Regions from separate parts of the Mus musculus genome. Here all the other regions are linked to region 1. Evidence: chromatin contacts called from public ChIA-PET and promoter capture Hi-C data. All regions are on one chromosome and are shown on one strand. The core of a region is the stretch at or near the end of the contact, and the rest is flanking DNA. Distances in the headings are between cores, read along the strand shown. Region 1 has its middle 20 kb from the start of Mcu. Region 2 has its middle 23 kb from the start of Pla2g12b. Region 3 holds the start of Dnajb12 (DnaJ heat shock protein family (Hsp40) member B12).

Region 1 (4,083 bases), core at 720-3,219:
TATGCCAGGATTTCTGCAAAGTGCTAAAGAAAGGTACGTAGGCAGCCAGGAATCTTGATCTCTAACAACAGCTGGCAGGTTGCCTCTAATCCGTTTAATTCTGTGTTTATGTCAAACCTGAATTTTGTTGGAATTTTCATGTATCTTATAGAGACAACAGAAGACTTGACAGATAAGTCATCTCCTATCCAATTGCTGAAAGAAGTGTTTATCCTTATAATGAACCATTTTAATTTGTTTTAAACACAGCATTTCATTGTATTATCTAGGCTGGCCTCAAACTGGACTTAAACATTCTTCCTGCATTGGCCTTCAAAGTAGCTGTGACTGCAGGCTCACACCACCACATATTTTAAGTTTGGGGTTACTTATTTTGAGACAGGATCTTACTGGGTAGCCCAAGCTACCTTTGAACTTGCTATGTAGCACAGGATAATTTTGAACTTGGGATTCATTTGCCTCTGCCTGCCACGAGCTGGAATTAAAGGCAAAGACGATTACTGTCTTAGTTAGGGTTTGACTGCTGTGAACAGATACCATGACCACGGCAACTCTTATAAGAGCAACATTTCACTGGGGCTGGCTTACAGGTTCAGTGGTTCAGTCCATTATCATCAAGGCAGGAACAAGGCAGCATCCAAGCAGGCATGGTGCAGGAGGAGCTGAGAGTTCTATATCTTCATCTAAAGACTGTTAGTGAAAGACTGACTTCCAGGCAGCTGGCATGAGGGTCTTAAAGCCCAGTCCCACAGTGGCACACCTATTCCAACAAGGCCACACCTACTCCAACAAGGCCACACCTCCAAATAGTGCCACTCCCTAGGCCAAGCATATTCAAACCATGACGATTACTATTACACTTGGCTTTTGATTAAGTTTTGGAGATGATAAGGAAAATGCATTTTGTAATAAATCTGTTACAGATCCAAAATCAGTCCCAAAGCTCTACTCAGAGATGTTGCTCAGTGGTAGAGCTTTAGATGTATAAGGAGCCCTGGTGTTTCCCTAATAGCAAATAATAATAATATAGAATAATAAGAATCCAGGCGTGGTTTTGCCTACCTGTAATTCTAGCACTTGAAACACAAGAGGATCATGACCCCAAGGCCTGCCTGGTCTATATAATGAGATCCTTTTGCTCTCTCAAAAGAGAAAAAGGATTCAAAGCTCAGACACAGACACAAATCATGTTTCTAAAAAGTAACCCAAGGTACAAAGAAGGCAGCCAAGTAAGACTTAAGGTACAGGGCTGGGCTGGGAGCTGACAGGGATCTTAGCAGGCATGTCAGAACTGTGGGTGCCTGGCAACAATGTTAGGGATTAGTAACCAGGAGACCAGAGTTGAAAACCAGACACTGCGGTTACATTGGTTACAAATGTACCCATGATCAACCTTGCAACTGCTTGATGACATATTTTTATTCCTTCATAAAAAAATATATATATATATATGGCAATTAACATATCAAAGAGTATCCGGGGATCTTAGACACTGAGGAATACTTAGTGAATAATACAGACAAAGACTTTGTGTAGTTTATATTCTATTTGGGGTTGGGATGGGAGGAATCTATCAACAAGTAAAGCACAGAGTAAGTTAATAGAAATGAGTCTATGTAAAAAATCCAAGTGGAAAATTCTGTGGGTAATAAGTGGAAATACAATTTTTATTCCTTTGCCTGTTTTTGAGACAGAGTCTCACTGTGTAGCCCGGCTCTCCTGGAACTCACTCTGTAGACCAAACTGGCCTCGAACTCAGGGATCTGCCTGCCTGCCTGCCTGCCTGCCTGCCTGCCTGCCTGCCTGCCTGCCTGCCCAATACTAGGATTAAAGGCGAACTCCACCACTGCCTTTTTAAACAATGTTCTGAGGAAAATGTTCTCTGGGAAGACGGTAAGGAAGAGCGGGGCAGGGCTGGCCAACTCAGCAGTGAAGTGCTGAGCTAGCCAATGAAAAGCCTCAGAGCTACAGGAAAAAGAAAAGAAACGAAACGAAAACCAAGCGTGTCAGTCATGACGGTCTTCTGGAGAAGACTACATATACTACATGGGACTCAGACTCTGCTGAGGTGTTCCTGCAGGGACCAGGGAGGACCAGGGAGGAACACAGGTAGTTGAGCGGCTTGAGCAGAGTGGTAGGTAAGGTCAGAAAAGTGGGGAGATTTGTCAATGATGTTGGGGTCCCTGGACCACTGTAACGATTTCCGGCTTTCACTTGGAGTGAGGTACGAGGCTGTCCGAAAATACTACACAGAAAGAAAGCACATATTGCAAGTTAAAAGGACCCTCCTGCTTTCTGCTTTCTGCTTTCTGCTTTCTGCGCATGTGCTCATGGTGCAAGGGTATAAGCAGGACCATTTTCTCAGGACAAAAGAATAACAGTTTGCACAGGCTGGGGGTGATGGAGAAAGAGAAGTGATGGAACCTGGATGTTGTTGGGAAGTGGAGCCATCAGGATGTGGCAAACATCTGGAACGATGGAATGAAATGACATGAGAGCAAGGGGCAGTCAAGTACAGCCTAGAAACCTAGAGAGAGCGGGAGGGGGAGGGAAAGAGGGAGGAAAAGAGAGAGAGAGATGTTTTTTTATCGAAATGGGGAGGAAAATGAGAAGGTTCTTAATCTTGCTTGAGGCACAACACCAGACACATTGCAGTCTTCGTGTTTGCTGTTAACCTAATCAAAATCAGTGTCTGTGTATTTGGGTCAAGAGTTGCTTTAGATAAAAAAGAAAAATAAATAAATAAATAAAATGACTTGTTAGCTTCCAGACTAAGCTTTTGTTTCAGACTCTGAGATAAATTTAAATCCAGTGATGTGCTACAGATGGTTTTACTCAAGAGCCAGGCTATTGGAAAAGCACTGGAGAAACTTAATACTTCTTAGGCATTACATCATCTGGATTTACAGGTGGGAAAGTACACTAGAAACAGAGGAGAACATACTTAAAAAACTCATTACTTATTTCCTACATTTCACTATGGTCTGGCTTCTGAAGCAACGTCCCAGAATGTGTCTGTGCAGTATAGTACGTACTGCCCCCGTGCCTCCCCTTCCAACAAGGCGCTGATTTCTGCGGCCATAAAAATAATGCTTAAAAATACTTAAGCCAAGTAATTATGCTCACTGTGAAGTTTTACCGAACTAGGGACATCATTTAAAAGAAAAGACAAAAAAAAAGGACTGAAACTTTAAAACTGAGCCAGTGAACACCAGTGCTAGATGTCAGGGGCTCTTACTGGGCCAGGAGACAGGGACTTAAGATGCAGGGACTGACAAATGCTAAACATTAGAGTGTGAGCAAGCTGGCCGTGTCTTATAAATACATGCAGGGATAACAGCATTACATTGTACTTCTCTTGCAGGTCTCCCCCTCTAGACAGCAAGGGTTGGGAACTAAAAAAAAAAACCTGAGTAGAACCTGCAGGAATTCCACACAGCTAAATGCTTTACATACTGATCCAGTTAGGAACTGCTAAGAGAGATGAGCATCCCACGTTCAATCAATGCTTTATAGGATTAAGCCTGAACCAAATCACCAGCCGTTAACAGGATAGACTAGTGGCTTCGGACTGCTTCTTTGTATATTTGGTATTATGGCCAAGATGAGGAGAAACGGGCTAGTCAATGCCGGTGAGACACTCATCGGCAGGCTTCTTTAAAAAGAGATGTCAAAGACTCTAAAGACATTGGTTACTTCAGTGAGGCGGCTAGAAAAACAACTGCAGTTTGTTGCTTTAATGTTACAAGAAAGGCAGCTGGGATCCAGAGAATAGTTGCGGGTTCCTGAGGGAAAGAAAGGGAATGAGTCATTTTGTTGGAGTGTGAAAAATAAAAAAATTGGAATGTGTCTTAAGGTCCTGGCCAAGACCCAGTGGACGATAACAGAGAGCGCAGCATTTAGTGCTCTGGTATTTCACTGTTAGGTATGCATATCAGAGCTGAGGGTGTAGCCCCATAGACAGCCTGCTTGCCTAGCACCTGTACGGCCATGGGTTCAACTCCTCAGCATCTTGTGTACTGGAGTAGTAGGACACATCTATACTCCTAACACTTGGATGGCGTACAAGCTGCTTTTGTTTGT
Region 2 (4,083 bases), core at 1,139-3,638, 260 kb before region 1:
TTTGTGACCTTATCAGGGATATTTTTGTTCTTGTTTGTTGTTTCATTTTATGTTCTGGGGCAGGTTCTTATGGATTCTAGATGCCTGTGAACTTGTGTTGTGGAGGATGGTTCGTGATCCTCTGGCCACTGCCTCCTACTGTTGCGGTTACAGATGTTTGCTATTCTGCCTGCTTCTGTGGTGCTGATGACTAGTGCATGCCGGGCAAGCACTCTTAACGGGTAAACTACACCCCCCCCCCAGTCCAAGACAGAATCATTTAAAAAACAGTTTTGAGTTTAAAAAAATTTTTTTCGTTTAATTATGCCTGTGTCCTGTGTATTTTTAAGGGGTGGAGGTGAGGTTTGTGCCTGTGAGTGCAGTGCCTAAGGTAGCCAGAAGAGGGCATCAGATCCCCCGGAGCTGGAGTTACAGATGATTGAGAGCTTCCCAGTGTAGGTGCTAGGAACTGAATTCTGGTCCTCTTGAAGAGTAACAAGTGCTCTTAACTGCTGATCCATCTCCCTGGCTCCCTAATGACTTTCAATGAATTATTATTATTACTATTATTATTATTATTAGCCTGAAATGTTACAAGAAGTTAGCACCCTTGGCCAAGAAAAATGAGAATAACTAAAGGGAAATTACTTTCTCTTTGTGTTTCATGTGACTGGACATATATAGAAAAAAATTGAGCTATGTGCCATATAAAAGTAACTGTGAGGGCTGGGGAGACAGCTGCATCACACACATCAACTCAGACACATCTGTAGCTCTGAGCTGAGGAGACAAGGACAAGACAATCCCCTGAGATTGCTGGCCAGACAGTCGTCCCCTATTGGTCCTGTCCAGATCCGGTGGCTGACTCTGTCTCAAAAGCTAAGATGGGGAGACAGAGGGAGACACCTGACTTTGACCTCTGACCTTCTGACCTTTACATACACACACACACTCAGTGCACATATACCGTACACACAAGAACCATAGTCCCAAAGTGATTACACCATCAGACTTAAAAAGTGTTAAGAAAGCTGACCTAAAAACCTGCTAGGTTGTTCAGAGCAGAGAGAACTCCTAGCTTTGGAGGGCATAGTGGTGCTGAGCAGGGTTGAGGATGCTGAGAGGCTGAGATGCTCGCTGGCTGCTAAGAAATGGACGAGGTTCAGAATGTCGACAGGCAATGGGAGCCAAAAAGTAAAGGGGCCGTCAGGGCAAGGTGGGAAGTTAGTGTGGTAAAAGAGGAGAAGAAAATGGGGAAAAGTGAAGAAACCCACTACGGACCCGGACTCGGGAAGGATGGAAGCGTACCCAATAGGGAGGGCGTTTGCCTGCATATGTGAATGTGCAAATTTCAGAGTAGAGGCAGTCAGACAGGGACACAGGGATGCTCTGGTGGCAGGGCCCTGTAGCTGGAGAGATGTGAAAGGTCAGTTCTCCAAGGGTTAACAAAGCAACCCCCTCCAGTGGGGTGACTGATAATTTGAGGAGAGTCACCACAGGGTTTACCCTTCCGGGATGGGGGTGGAGCTCTTGATAATTAACTTTAAATACAAATACCAGATACTCTTTTTCACCACTATCACTGCCCACTGCCTGCCAAGGGTTGTGTGCACTATCTCAGGCTTTTTAACTAGAGCCAGGAAGTGGCTCTTCTCAGTTTCCTCACTTAAGCCCTCGGCAAACATGGGCCAGGGCCTAGCTTTCCTTCAGATGCTCTGCCTTGTAGACTGACAGTCTATCCAAAGACACGGATGTCCTGCAGGGCCTCCACTGAGTCTGTCCTGGAGGCTCCCCTACTCTGCAGGGAGAGGGAGAGCCTTATTAGAGACCAGGCAATGGATACTGAGCTTGGTTCCCAGGATTCACTGAATACAGGGATGGTCTGAAAGAAAAAAGGAGAAACTTTAAAAGGTGAGGTGGGGTTCTCAGTTTCAGTTTCTCAGCAGCAGGGTGGGGATGAGGATGTGGGTGTGCCAGTAGGTTCTGAGAGGGATGGGGGCAGGGAGAAACCCAAACAACAACAGTGAGCTACAGCTACACTACAGGACTTGGCAGGAGCCTTGGTTACACTCGGATCTCTTGCCCAGGGCAAGATCTGCACACTATCTCCCCTGTGCCTTTGTCAGAGGCTGCTCCAGGGTAACTGATAGCCAGGCTACTTCCAAATGCTCAGCACCAGCAGACCAGGAGCCAACACCCTGCAGTGTAAGGAACAGGCCTGGGAACGGAGGCACTGCTCTACTGGGTGGTGTTCACAACTCAGAATCTGACCTCAAGTTACTCAGCATGTTTGGATGCCTCACTGTGCTTTCCCACTCACATTGGCGGCAATATCTACCTTACCCAGTCCCGAGGAATACACCCATAGACACCGACCCCTGTAGAGTACACTGCACTTCCTCCACCTTTCATGACTTCCTGCTAGGACCTGTGTATGCCATCGCTCTGTCAAGGTTTGACCTACAGTGAGCCCTCTAGGTTTCCATGGCCATTTTGCCTTGTCTTCCATTTCCATGGTCTCCCAGCAGGCTCACTGAGCTATAATCGGGGCTCTATAGTCCAGTGTCCTGAATACACAAATATAACACATGTACTTGTGTGTAGCACACTTGGCTCTGGAAAAATGTTGTAGGGTTGGGACTTTGAGCCTGGGGTTACAGACTCATCTTACCCTGCAGAAATCCAGTTTACATGAAGCTGACAGACAAATCAGCATGGTCTTGAACATGCTACATGAAGATAACAAGGTGTGTGTTGGGGGAGCGTACAATCTTTTTAAAATACTAGGCAATGTACTGGCTGGTTTTGTGTGTCAACTTGACACAGGCTGGAGTTATAACAGAGAAAGGAGTTTCACTTGGGAAGTGCCTCCATGAGATCCAACTGTAAAGCATTTTCTCAATTAGTGATCAAAGGGGTAGGGCCCATTGTGGGTGGTGCCATCCCTGGGCTGGTAGTCCTGGGTTCTATAAGAAAGCAAGTTGAGCAAGCCAGGGGAAGCAAGCCAGTAAGTAACATCCCTCCATGGCCTCTGCATCAGCTCCTGCTTCCTGACCTGCTTGAGTTCCAGTCCTGACTTCCTTTGGTGATGAACAGCAATGTGGAAGTGTAAGCTGAATAAACCCTTTCCTCCCCAACTTGCTTCTTGGTCATGATGTTTTGTGCAGGAATAGAAACCCTGACTAAGACAGGCGGTCTCATTTCTATTATAAGCTTAAAAAAATTTAGAGTTGTGAGGTTGGAGAGATAAAGGCATTGTTAAAGTGCCTGCTTGTGGGAAGCCGCCCCCACATTCGCCGTCACAAGATGGCGCTGACATCCTGTGTTCTAAGTTGGTAAACAAATAATCTGCGCATGAGCCAAGGGTATTTACGACCACTTGTACTCTGTTTTTCCCGTGAACGTCAGCTCGGCCATGGGCTGCAGCCAATCAGGGAGTGATGCGCCCTAGGCAATGGTTGTTCTCTTTAAAAGAGGGAAGGGGTTTTCGTTTTCTCTCTCTTGCTTCTTGCGCTCTCTTGCTTCCCTCTCTTGCTTCTTACACTCTGGCCCGATAAAGATATAAGCAATAAAGCTTTGCCGTAGAAGATTCTGGTTGTTGTGTTCTTCCTGGCCGGTCGTGAGAACGCGTCTAATAACAATTGGTGCCGAATTCCGGGACGAGAAAAAACTCCGGACTGGCGCAGGAGGGATACTTCATTTCAGAACCAGAACTACGGATCACGTTTATAAAGGTTCCCGTAACACAGACTGTTGAGAAGGATTCAACTGCCGAATTCAGAACTCATCAGCTGGGGAACGACGGTGATAAAGGTTCCCGTAAAGCAGACTGTTAAGAAGGATTCAACTGTATGAATTCAGAACTTTTCAGCTGGGGAACGAGGTAAGTCTGATCTTGAACTTTCTAAGGAAATTCAAGACAGTCTATCAGAAGTAAAGTGGAAAATGGCTTTACAAGTTATGTTTGGCCTTAAATTTTTTCTAGTGTTAGAAGCCCTTTTGTTCCTTTTCACATGTTATATAGTGCTTAAGATAGGGCTGAAAATTCTAGAGGAAATTCAGGACAGTCTATCAGAAGTAAAGCGGGGAGAGAGAGTAGGAGCA
Region 3 (4,083 bases), core at 556-3,055, 240 kb after region 1:
CCCCTCTGCTCCGCACTTACATCTTGGTGTATCTAATCCCATGGTTTGCTTTAAAAGCATTCGTGACTGGTAAGACGGCTCAGCAGTTAAGAGCACTAGCTGCTCTTCCAGAGTTCAATATCCAGCAACTACACGGTGGTTCACGACCATCTATGAAGGGATCTAATGCCCTCTTCTGACATGCAGGTGTACATGCAGAGAGGGCATTCGTACATTTAAAAAAATTCACATCCGTTGATAATTTTCAAAATTAGGATTCTGCTCAAGCTTCTTGTTCTGTTATTTTTGTCTTGGTGGAAAGGGGCATTGCTGGGGAATTAAAGCCAGGGTTTTACACCTTCTAAGCATGGTCTCCACCGTCAGCCCTCCCTCCGTCTTCCCTACACCGTATGGTTGCACAATCCCGATTGCCATTCCCATCGCCAATACATCCTCCCTATATCAAACATCTAATATTCAAACTTCTCAGAGGGAGTTCCGACCCAGCTAAGTCTCCATGGCAGTTCTCCCAACACTCACCCCTCCTCTTCCCCTGCCCACCTCCTTTCCAACCCTGCTCCATCCCTCCCTCTACCCCTGTGACTATTTCATTTCCTCTTCTCAGTGAGATTCAAACATCCTTTCCTGGGCTCTTTTTGTTACTTAGCTTCTTTGGGTCTGTGGATTGTAGAATGGTTATCCTGTACTCTATCTATGGCTATAATCTACTTATAAGTGAGATACCATGTTTGTTTTTCTGAGTGTGGATTATCTCACTCGGATGATCTTTTCTAGTTGTGTGTGTGTGTGTGTGTGTGTTTATATGTTTTATATGTTTATGTTATATATTTATGCTTTATATATATGTATATGTGTGTGTATCTGCAACTCGATGAATATATATTCACCGAGTCTCACTTGATTATAACAGCTGCTCTTTAACTTTTGTTTGTGTCTGTTTCTCGAGACAGAGTTTCTCTTTGTACCTTTGGCTGTCCTGGAACTCACTTTGTAGACCAGGTTGGCCTTGAACTCAGAGTCCTTCTGCTTCCCAAGGGCTGGGATTGAAGGCTTACACCACCATCGCATTGCACCCTTTAACATTCATTTGGTTTATTGTAGTTTCTTGTGAAAGACCATAGTGCAAGGGCTAAGAAATAGCCAGGAGATTTAGCCTAGTGGAAGTCATTGGCAACCTTCACTAAGTTGCTGTCACTTAAGTGGGAGGTAGGCTGAGCTGCATCCTGACTGGTGTGACTCTGTAGTGACTCCTGTAAACTCCTCCTTAATCCCCGCAATAACTCACAACGAAAATCCTTATGCGGAGCCTTTCCATCTGTTATTTCCTCCAGTCGAACCACCCTTCCTCCAATCACATGTTCCTGTTTCTTTAGAGTTCAGAGCCTGTAAAATGAGTTTCTGATATATTAAGCTATCTTAAATGGTAGCCCTCCCTTCCATCCCTCTACTTTTCGATATTTGCCTTGACTGTGTCACTATCTGAATGTTTCCGTTTACTTGACTTCTCCCCACCCACGAAAGCTCTGTGAGGACACGGTTTTGTTTTGATACCACTGCCACATCAGACAGCAGCGTCTGACAATCGGTAAACATCTGTACGATTCACAGATAGTCGGACTGGAACGCAGAGGCTACCACCCGAACGTGCGCGCACACTCAACTTCAGCATTTGCGCTCTAGAGCGCCCGCGCGTTCTAGCGCCTCCGAACCGAACGCCCCTTTCTTAGGAGACATACGGTAGGGCTTCCGCCCGGGTTCAACCCTCACTCAAATCCCGGGAAGGAGGGGCGGAGGGTTATGTCATCCTTCCGCGCCGGCCTGCCCCGCGACGCGCCGGCGGCTGGCGCAGCCCTTCGCTCGCCCGGCCTCCCCCTCCCTGGTTCCGTGCTCGGGTTCCGCCATGGAATCCAACAAGGATGAAGCCGAGCGCTGTATCAGCATCGCCCTCAAGGCCATCCAAAGCAACCAGCCCGAGCGGGCGCTGCGCTTCCTGGAGAAGGCGCAGCGGCTCTACCCGACGCCACGAGTCAGCGGTGAGTGGGAGGCGCCGCAGGGACCGAAGGGGGCATTAGCACGGATCGGGGGACCACGGGAACGGACCGACGGGAGCAGTTGGCGGAGGGGGGAGGGGTGGCGAGGCGCGGCTACGCCTGCGCACTGGCGCGCGCGGGTGCTGCTGGGATTCGTAGTCCAGCGGTGCCGCGGTCTCTAGGATGCTGGCCCCCTGGAGACCCCCGAGGGCCCGGCTCCCAACCCCTTCCCAGTGCTTGTGGAGGCCTCTGGAATGTGAGGTTTCTGGGAAGGAGACGCGCTGGGAGACCCGGTGAAGAGGACTCTTGTGGACGCGAAAGCGAACTACTTCTCCCAGAGGGCTGTTCGGTGGCTCAGGGCCACTGGCCGGCCTGGGAAATATTATAGTTCAGGAAAATAAACATAACTATTCTAAGGGAGAATGGGTTCTAGAGAGGGAAGGAATTCATTCGCTCCAATCAGAGAACCCTTAGCGAAATAAGACATTCCAACTCGCAGTCCTTCCTGCAGTCTCTTGAAAGCGGTGTTTCGGAGTGGATGGATTGTTGAAGATCCCAGTGTCAGCCACCCTATCCCACCTTCTTCCTCAGCAAGCCCGGGTGGCGGGTCTTATGGACTGCTACGGCTGCTGAGCTCCAGGTAGCTAATAGCCTAGGTCTGAGACCTCCCAACCCAGGGAGGGAATAGTGATCTTGTCTTCGCTACCCAATCGTCTCACTTTACCTGGTAACCTCCCCCTCATTTTTGCGTTTGTAACCGAAGTGACCAAAGAAAATTTTAATACCAGCTGGGAAGGAGAAAGACACAGGATTTGTTTCTGTGGAGTTAGTAAACTCTCTGACATGTAGCAGACTTTCAGAATTAAGAGACCCACATCTCATCGTGAGCTTGGGTTTCCCCATCTGGAAGTTCAGGAAGTTGGAACAGATAATGTATATAAACAAGAATACCCATAGTGCTTTTCTGTGTAGAAAGTTCTTTCTCGTGTGTTTTGCCACCTGATCCTGTAAAGTCAGGAAGACAGAACACCACCCTTCTATCTTCTCAAGATGAGGAACTAACTCATCGATAAGCGTCTTAGGATGTGACACAGCTAGAAAGTGGAAAACCCTGAGATTCCATACGTGTTTATTAAAATGAAATGAAGACGCAGCAGCCAGCCTCTCACCTTCCCTGCCCAGGTTTGGAGTGCTGACCTTAGAGGCAGCTGCGTTCCTGAACTTTCCTCCCTCCTGACTCTGCAGGTTGATCTTTGGTCTCTTTGCCTCTGCTAGGAGAGAGTTTCGATCTGCTCTGGTAACTGCTTCCCTATGGGATAATTCCCTTTTTATAAGTGGATAGCACCAGGCGGGGTGCAGACTGTCAGAATTCTGATTACTGCTGGTAGCCCAGGAGCAGTTAAGAAAGCTGATGAAATAGAGCTTTAGGGCATGGCAGAGGCCACCTGTGCTAGTTCAGGAATCTAGATAGGATGTCATTGCAGGGCTTGCTCTGTGTGTGTGTGTGTGTGTATTCATGTGTTCATGCTCATGAGCGGATAACTTGGTGGAGTCGGCTGTGTCTATCAAACTCAGGTAGTCAGTCTTGGCAGTAAGTACCTTCGCTGTCTGAGTCATCTCAGAGGCCCACGATTTGGATATTTGTTATATCTCTGATGGATAAAACAAATACCGGGCTGGTGAGATGGCTCAGCGGGTAAGAGCACACTGACTGCTCTTCCAGAGGTCCTGAGTTCAAACCCCAGCAACCACATGGTAGCTCACAACCATCCGTAGTGAGATATGACACCCTCTTCTGGTGTCTAAAGACAGCTGCAATATACTTACACATAATAAATAAAAATCTTTTTAAAAAAAATAAAAAAAACAAATGCCTCATGCACTTAAACTTAACAGCAACCTCGCCTAAACGGACAAGGATGTAAGGCTAGTTTAGGCCCAGGAAATCTTAGACGGCTGTCTACACTGAATGTTTAGCTAGGAGTTAGATGGTTGCAGGTAGGGTGATCCATGCCTGTGACTCCTGAGGCAAGAGGATTGCCTCAAGTCTGAG

The links. Promoter capture Hi-C pulls out the DNA fragments that hold promoters and counts their contacts. ChIA-PET counts read pairs in DNA pulled down with a chosen protein or histone mark.
Region 2: an RNA polymerase II ChIA-PET map of memory CD8 T cells shows a contact between it and region 1, with 11 read pairs. The contact joins two enhancer-like sites. A contact is called at or near these places in 3 of 484 Hi-C or Micro-C datasets (adipose-derived mesenchymal stem cells, cerebellum and nephron progenitors) and 2 of 115 datasets of contacts at active chromatin or transcription factors (bone marrow-derived macrophages and memory CD8 T cells).
Region 3: a promoter capture Hi-C map of liver shows a contact between it and region 1, with 2.5 times the contacts expected there. The contact joins the promoter of Dnajb12 here to the enhancer-like site in region 1. A contact is called at or near these places in 3 of 39 promoter capture datasets (hippocampal neurons, liver and maxillary cranial neural crest), 6 of 484 Hi-C or Micro-C datasets (cerebellar granule neurons, embryonic stem cells, myocytes and 3 more), 2 of 115 datasets of contacts at active chromatin or transcription factors (the NIH/3T3 cell line and fibro-adipogenic progenitors) and 3 of 9 other capture datasets (adipose tissue, liver and pancreatic islet).

What each region holds. Positions count from the first base shown.
Region 1 is chr10:59,634,937-59,639,019 of GRCm38.p6, forward strand. No RefSeq gene overlaps it. Among named protein-coding and RNA genes, the nearest start is that of Mcu, 20 kb to the left of the region's middle. Within about 2 kb of position 1,970, at least 158 of the 459 cell types and tissues checked have an H3K27ac peak or open chromatin away from gene starts, as enhancers often do. A contact at or near this core is called in the NIH/3T3 cell line, adipose tissue, fibro-adipogenic progenitors and 4 more, where this site is marked.
Region 2 is chr10:59,378,548-59,382,630 of GRCm38.p6, forward strand. No RefSeq gene overlaps it. Among named protein-coding and RNA genes, the nearest start is that of Pla2g12b, 23 kb to the right of the region's middle. Within about 2 kb of position 2,389, at least 62 of the 459 cell types and tissues checked have an H3K27ac peak or open chromatin away from gene starts, as enhancers often do. A contact at or near this core is called in memory CD8 T cells, where this site is marked.
Region 3 is chr10:59,877,778-59,881,860 of GRCm38.p6, forward strand. Dnajb12 (DnaJ heat shock protein family (Hsp40) member B12) reads left to right here and starts at 1,806. Exons shown (of 9, transcript NM_019965.3): 1 at 1,806-2,033. The coding sequence starts at 1,901.